Regions from separate parts of the Gossypium hirsutum genome. Here all the other regions are linked to region 1. Evidence: chromatin contacts called from public Hi-C data. All regions are on one chromosome and are shown on one strand. The core of a region is the stretch at or near the end of the contact, and the rest is flanking DNA. Distances in the headings are between cores, read along the strand shown. Region 1 holds the start of LOC107921152 (delta(12)-fatty-acid desaturase FAD2-like). Region 2 has its middle 62 kb from the start of LOC121214382. Region 3 holds the start of LOC107922413 (TBCC domain-containing protein 1).

Evidence for each region. A called contact is a pair of places that touch in the nucleus more often than the background predicts.
Region 2: a Hi-C map of leaf shows a contact between it and region 1, with 2.2 times the contacts expected there. The contact joins the enhancer-like site here to the promoter of LOC107921152 in region 1. A contact is called at or near these places in 9 of 34 Hi-C or Micro-C datasets (anther, callus, fibers and 1 more).
Region 3: a contact with region 1 is called in a Hi-C map of leaf, with 1.6 times the contacts expected there. The contact joins the promoter of LOC107922413 here to the promoter of LOC107921152 in region 1. A contact is called at or near these places in 12 of 34 Hi-C or Micro-C datasets (anther, callus, fibers and 3 more).

The regions. Positions count from the first base shown.
Region 1 is chrD01:31,837,055-31,839,754 of Gossypium_hirsutum_v2.1, forward strand. LOC107921152 (delta(12)-fatty-acid desaturase FAD2-like) reads right to left here and starts at 1,292. Exons shown (of 2, transcript NM_001327186.1): 1 at 1,208-1,292.
Region 2 is chrD01:31,989,935-31,992,634 of Gossypium_hirsutum_v2.1, forward strand. It overlaps the pseudogene LOC107922550. Among protein-coding and RNA genes, the nearest start is that of LOC121214382, 62 kb to the right of the region's middle. Within about 2 kb of position 1,312, at least 7 of the 9 cell types and tissues checked have an H3K27ac peak or open chromatin away from gene starts, as enhancers often do. A contact at or near this core is called in fibers and leaf, where this site is marked.
Region 3 is chrD01:32,083,059-32,085,758 of Gossypium_hirsutum_v2.1, forward strand. It overlaps LOC107922413 (TBCC domain-containing protein 1), which reads right to left and starts at 1,327. Exons shown (of 9, transcript XM_016852443.2): 1 at 693-1,327. The coding sequence starts at 1,175.

The DNA.
Region 1 (2,700 bases), core at 42-2,541:
TATTATATTTATACATATTTAAAACTAAAAATAACAAGCACAGTCTATGATTGCACCCTGAGGAGCAGGCACATACCCATAACGACACGGCATTTTAGAAAAGCATGTGTTAAATCACGGGATGCAATCACCGTGACCAAAACCAAACCGTCCGTCTAAATTATCAAATCACAGCGCTGCCACGGATCACTTCTTACCCAAGTAGTGGTGGGTTTATTCATAATTTTTAATAGAAAAATCGTTCACGAGTCGATTTATAGACTTGTAGTTTAAAGTTAAAAGTGTTAAACAACAAAAAGAATCAGCTGATATTGTTCATCGGTATCCGGCAAGTGGCAAATATAATTAAATCAAGTTGAAAACTACAGACGAAAATTCCAGAAAAAAGACTGCCAAAAAATTACAATGAAGATAAAGACAATAACATGTTTTTTATTTTTTTTTAAATAAATCGTCTTGTCCATTTTTTTATAACCGGATTCGCATAATATTCTTTTTAATAGAATTTTTGGATTTCATCATCGGAATCAGTAGGATATGCCTTTGATGATGCATATTTGATACCTTTGTAAAAAATTGATCCGTGTACTTAAATAAATAGAATCTTCTTAATATGCTTATATAGAAAAAAAAATCAATTTGTGTAAAACTAATTAAATATGAAATTAAGCAAAAAGAAAACACTCACTTACCTCCAAAAAAAAAACACGTTCATATCTGAATGAAAGAATAAATCAGCTACTACTCAAGTTATAACTCGTTCTTTCAATCAACAATAACTAATATATCATTAACCAAAATTTTAGAAGACAAGTTTCGTTATTCTTTACTATTAATAGATTTCATAATTTCTAATAAAAAAATAAGCGAAAGTAAAAGGTTGAGTTTATGAATGAAAAATAAAGTTAAAAAAAAAACAGAAAAGGAGATGGAAAACAAGTTAAAGATCTGTGGTTTAATAACGGCATTGATCAATGAAAAGCACACTAGATCCAAATATTGAGGTGTTCCGATCCGGACTCAAGAGAGACGGAAAATCAAATAAATCTTAACTAAAACTTCAAAATGTAAGCTCAAATAAACAAAAAGAACACAAAAAATCAATCACTTTCGAAATAAATCTAACCATCAAAACAACAAATGAAAAAGATCAGCAAAATATAAAATAGAAACAATAATTAAATGGCTAGGTAATGAAAAAAAATACCTTAAAATGGAGATTGAAAATCACTCTATTATCTTCGTGGCTTCCTCGCTGTCTCTTTAAGATGAAAGAAATGACTTTTTTTCTTTTTTCGCGTGGCTTTTAAAAATAGACGGCCGAAGTGAAGAGCGAAGGCCTTTATTTAAGCTTTGGCTTTCCCTCCTTGAAATGTGGGGGGTCCCAGTATCTGCATTTTCCCATACAAATGCCGTTTGGATTTTCTACCTTATACGTCTCCACGTCAGAATGGCAGTACCGTAGCGTAGGAGATATTTGTGATTTCAATTTTACCCATGGGAAAAAAAATTCTTTTTGGAATCACGTGACCAAGGGACATCCCCTGGACTGTATAGGGCCGTGTTAGGGATTATATTTTAACCGAATTAGTCTATTGGAATCACGTGACCAAGGGACTATCCGTATACTGTGTGCTATGAGAGGCCGCCGAATTTAGCAGCCTCATGAGCCACGAAAAGTTTAGGCGAGTAGAATTGGATAAATTTTGATTTTATTAATATTATTTGATTTGGTTAAATTCAATTTTGATTTATGCGGATTTGTATATTTCAGATTCACTACAAGTTTTTTCTTTATTATAATTTATAAATTTTTAATATCATTTGTGTTGCATATGATTAATATAGTAATGTTGTTTAGATGGTTGTTAATATGTTATCAATTTTGTGGATTTGGTTTGTTTTTCGATCAATAAAATCCTTATTTTATTGGAATTTTTTTGTTACATGATTTAAAGTTACTTAATCTTAGCTTGGTTTGTTATGCAATGAGATATCATCAGATAGCAGAATAATCAAAGAAAATATAACAAGATAGTAGAAAAGAATCTCATTTCTTTACATTATACTGAAGACTAAGACATGATATTTATACTATAACTATGAACTGATATTGTAACAGAAACCTTAATTGCTAATAGACTATAACAACTTTAACCACCAATCTGTTGCAACACTTCTTATTTTTTAACATTCTTCCATCTTGGAGTTGCTTCTAACAATTACTGACTGATCCAACTTTGTAACAACCCTAAGGCAAGATTGAAACTTAGTAAAAAAAAGGAGCAAATAAGGGTTTTGTAAACACGTCTGCCACTTGTTCCTGTGCTGGAACATGTCCCACGACCAGACTTCCAGCAGGCACCTTTTCTCTAACAAAAAATAAATCTAACTCAACATGTTTGAACTTTGGATGCAAAACTGGATTGGCAAACACAACAACAACCCCTAAGTTATCACACAACACTACTGCCTTCCTTGAAAGAGAGACATGCAACTCGGACAACAATAACTCCAGCTAGACAATCTCCGTAGTAGTATGAGCCAACACCCTGTACTCCGCTTCTGTTGTGGACCTGGACACAACCTGTTGTTTCTTGGATCCCCAAGACACGAGATTACCACTAATAAAAACACAAAACCCCGTTGTAGATACCCTATCGTCCAACTCAGTTCCCCAATTAGCATCAGAATAACCAA
Region 2 (2,700 bases), core at 62-2,561, 150 kb after region 1:
AAAAGAAAAAGAAAAAGAAATACTTAACCTAAAACTATTGTACTTTTGAAATATAATGGATAATATATCAAAATTCTCCCTACCATTGGCCATCGGTTCGTACTGATTGTGAGTGTCGGCATTACCCATAGGTTTTGGATTTAAGGATTGACCATGATTTGACACAAAAGAGAAAAAGAATTATACCAATTATAAAATTGGAAAAAGATTGTCTTTCATCTTTGGATCCTTATTCTTCCTTTTAATATGATTCGATTAAATTTGAAATTCTTACCTCCAACAAATAATGGGTCCATCAAAATAAATAAGCAATAAAAAATAGGAACCATTCTTTTTCTTCCCTTTCATATATTCTAAAGATTTTACAATAGAAAAATGATTAACGTTTAGATCCAATACTTACAATTACCATGTCTTTTGCCTTTAGACCCTAAATAGAAATTCTCTTTAACAATTAAAATAAAAAAAAAGTCACTCTCAACGATAAGAAATTAATTACTAGTTGTCTTTTTGTCCCTTCAAGCATTGTTGTACTTTTCTGGACATCGAAATTTTCGGGTTAAGAAATAGTAAATACTTCTCTCATATAAAATAATTTTAAAATTCTTGATTAATATTTATTTTTTAATGAATTTATAAAACGCAATAAAAAATCATTAGTTAACAAAAACATCACGTACTTTTATAAATTATAAATTAATTTTTATTAAGTATATATATATAAAGAAAACAAGAAATTAAATTCCAGAAAAAAATTACAACCTCTTTATTCAGCTTCCCCAAATTTCATCAAGCAATAAGTAAAAAGTGAAGCTTCACCTCACCCAAATCTGGAAAGGATGAAAATAAAACAAAAACAAATTTAGGGAGAGACATTGGAAATTACAGTTTGCCATTGTCAGTGCACAAAATCTGTTGCAGGATTTTTTAAACAGTGTCTCTTCACATCTTTTGATTATACTAAACTAATACAATTAACTGTCAATTTTTGGCCGTCACATCATTCTCTCATCTAATACTCCTATAATATCCCATTATTAAAGTATTTTAAAACAATAATAGTAGTTATTTGTAAATAAAAGGTTAATAGATTTTTTTTTGTTTTTCATTATTTTTACTCTAAAAGTAAAAGATTATGATAACGTAGTAATTATAGAATTTATTGCTAATTTATTCAAATATGTATACAGTCATTTCTACAAAATAATGCCTTTCTTTCCTTCTCTTTCTTTCGAAAAGAGTAAAGGCCACTGTCAAATTCCATTTTCTTTTTAAATTATAATTTTATTTCACTTTTTTAAGTGACAGAGAGACTGAGAATAGAGTAGACTGTCCTTGCTGGCATGGGGTCAGTTTCAGTGTCAGGTGCCTAACTTTTAGCTTGAAATCCATTTACTAACATTTTGGTTTATTTTGTTTGGGTGTTTGTATATTGAGATAAGAAAAAAGAGTTTTTGTTTATCATTATTATTCATGACCCACGAAAATAAAGAAAAAGACCCCATGAACGGGCTGTAGGCAGGCAGAGCTCATGGAAATGGGTTCGGGCTCTTTGACAGACTCAGGTGGTTCTTCCTCCAACTCCTCCACTGAGTCACTCAACGGCTTGAAATTTGGTCAAAAAATCTATTTTGAGGATACATCAGCTGGTGGCACCGGTGGTGGTACAACCATGGGGACTCCACCCAAGTCGGGTATCGGGTCTTCAAGCTCATCCGGGTCGGGTAAGAAGGCCAGGGGTGGAGTAGTGCAAGGTGGTCAGCCTCCAAGATGTCAAGTAGAAGGTTGTAAAGTGGATCTGACTGATGCAAAAGCTTACTATTCAAGGCATAAGGTTTGTGGTATGCACTCGAAGGCAGCTAAAGTCATTGTTGCTGGTCTTGAGCAAAGATTTTGCCAGCAATGTAGCAGGTCTGCCTCCTCCATTTTGCTCCTTCCTTTTTCTTCCAATAGACTCCATTTTGTTAATTGTTATGAAAAGGGTCTGATTGTGGGGTCTTAGTACTTTGTGCTTGATGTTTTTGGTCCTTTGTGTTTGGATTTGCATGATGGAGTCTATTCTAGTGAAGGGTATGGAGATTATAGCAGTGTAATATTTGGTTACTTATTTGGCTTTTGGCAACCTGTTTAGATTTTGCCACAATGTTGGATGGTCTGTTATTTAGGGACATTTGGGAAGCTATTTAGTTGGAACTTGGTTCCATTTTGACATTGATCACTTCCTTTTGTGGTAATGAAGAGCATAGATTAGAATTTCTGGGATTATTGTGTGCTAATATGTCGTCAGGTTATTAGTAGTTTAGGCATTGTATAAAATCGATGACCGATTTTAGAAATAGCAACCTACATTCACAGTTAAAATTAATTACTTCGAAACTGTTTAATTGTCTGATTCATTATGCTGGAAAAAGGTGTTCCTTGCATACTTGTTAGCGAAAAGAAGAATTATCCTTGGTTACATGCCCGACTGTTTCTCGTTCTTGTTGGGTTTGATTTTCCTTTGTGGTAGGTCTATGTCGGATTTGATTTCCTTTGTGGTAGCATCTATCCAGATTTCATCAGCTTCCCGAATTTGACCAAAGGAAACGGAGTTGCCGTAGACGGTTAGCAGGTCACAATGAGCGACGGAGGAAACCACCACCGGGATCATTATTATCCTCTCGTTATAGCCGGCTTTCTTCGTCTATTATCGGTTAGATT
Region 3 (2,700 bases), core at 77-2,576, 250 kb after region 1:
CTCAAACCTGGGTATTCAGGACCCAAGGCCTCCGCCTTTGTCATCTGGGCCAAGGCCTCATTGGCAATTGTATTTTAACTTTAATTTATTAAAATTGTTGTTTTTATATATGCATTGTTCAAGAAGTATGCATTGCACATCCTTTTTGCTTCAAAAAGCAAGCGACAAAAACATCAACCAAATGGAATTTGAAAACTTAAAAAAAATTAAAACAAAATCCTATTTTATCAAAAAATAATAATGGTAAAATGTTAAGCAAACTCACACATAATTGTTCCATATAAACATATATCACGCATTGTTGGCATCCGAAAGTTAAATTAATACTTCAAAAATATTATTGCCTTTAGTTTACTAAAAGATTTTGCATCCTATTTCCAAAACCAAACATAGCCTCAGTTATCTAAAAGATTAAATCCTCGAAGACATCTTTCCGTTAGTCAAAACATAGAATCACATTAGTTCTTTCCCAATGCCGACCAAGAGTCAACATTTCGTGAATTTTATAAGCCCACAGCATCAAATGCGTTTATTTTCCTAAAAGTAACCATCAATCTACCATAATTGTATAAAACGACATTGAAATTAAATCAATAACCACCTAAGTTCCAATAACCACAAATTCAATTAAAAAAAAACACATTTCACCAAAAAAGAAAAAAAAAGGGATAGCGAAGGGTCAGGCTCCTTACCTGCAAAGGCGAAAGGGCCGACAAGTAACCATCGAATGCTGACATGGAAGGCCAGACATCGGCAACCGCAGCGGAGTCCTTGTGCGAGCGCGGCAAAAGCCTCTTATACGATTGAATATACAAAAACAGGATCAGATCACGCAAATCGGCACCAATGGAGTCGACATCATCCGGCAGGGCGGTTACGAGCGGGTCGGATTCCGAGTGGAGGACAGAAGCGAGAGTTTCAAGGACGAGACGCGAATGGTCGAATGAGATCTGTAGCAACTCAGCGAGGGCCGCCGAGTCGACTCGTTGAGTTGAGGGGGATGCGAATTTTTGCTTTAGAGGGGTTAATGCTTGGACGGGATCGTTGAATATGAGCTTCTGGATTGTTAGGAGACCGTGCTCGAAAGGCTCGCGTCGCGGGTGTAGGATAGCGGTCGGTATTGGAATCGAATTCGGGTCGCTCGATGACGTTGATGGTTCGATGGGGTCGGCCATCGCTTTGATTTAAGATAGGCTTTTTTTGCTAATGAAAAAAATGAAATAGAAGAGTTTTGTTCTGCAGATCTTCGAGCAATGAATGATGTTGTTGAAGAGGAAGAGTGAGTGGTTGGGTGCGGTCAGGTGGGATCCGGTATGGTGGAACCGCTTACGTGGCTGGATTTACTGGGATGTAACGTTAGTAGAGGCAATCAAGTTATTTAGGTCAAATTTTATATAAAGGTCCTTCTATTATGCATTTTGTTAGATTTAGTCCTTCTATTATAATTGGATTATATCTAATCTCTTTGGTTTTTTTTTTTTAAATATGTATTTTCAATCCTGATATATTTTTTCCATTAATTATGTCAAAAAATTTGATATGGTTTTTCAAACATGCGGTAATGTAGCCTTAGTATTTTTATATAGTTCAATAAACATGCGGGTAAATTTTATTTTAATCACTTAATTAAAAAAATTATAATTTGGTTACTAAATTATTTAAAAGTTTTTATTTAAGTCATTGGGCTGTTAAAATTGATGCTATATAACTTTTTTTATTCGTACTGAACCAATTAAAAGCTCTCTTTTTTATCTTCTATAGTTCAGTTTTTTTATGAAATAGCTCTAGACATCACGAATTGTGAATCAAAATTCAAACTATTCTTCTTCTCGCCAATGAGTGTTGATCCAACATACCAATTGTCAAATTATTACTTGGAGCTCAAACTTTTTAAAAAAATTAACATAATTGCCAAATAACTTAAATAAAAACTTTTTAATAGTTTAATGACTTAAATGAAAATTTTTGAATAATTCAATGATCAAAATATAATTTTTTTAATTAAGTGACAAAAAAACTTATCCATAATTTAATGACTATTGGTGCAATTTGCCCTGAAATTTATACATAGTTTCCTCTTTTTATAAATTATGCCAAATTATTTAAAGAAATTGATGAAAAAAATTAGTCTAAAAACCATAAATGTACATATTAAAAAATAAAAAAATGATTAATTCTAGTGGAAGGATTAAATAAATGATCGTATAGTACAAAGACCATACATATAGTCTGACCAATTACTTACACTTGTTATACCCCTGCCTAGGTACCTCCTACGGCTCTCATGCATGTACATCCTGCACGATGTAAAGAGTTTCCTCGCGATGCGACAACCATCATATTAAATCTAATTCCATTACCATTCTTTCTTTCTTTTTTTGTTGAAATTCCATTACTATTCTTAAATACTCAAGTTCACCAATTATGAAGTTGGTCACGACAAGATATATCTAAATTATATATTAACTTATATCTAAATTAGACTCTATACTAATAAGACAATCATGCAATAAGAGGCATATTCAAGCTTTTTTCACTTATAAATACTTCTTTTTTTGAAGTCAAAGCTACAAGACAGAATTTGCAACCTAAATTTTACTCAAATATCACCTCAATCCCTTTAAAACCCTCATCATTAGTGGTTCTTCACACCACCTACAATCTTGATTGTGCGTCAAACTGATATATTTATTTGTTTTA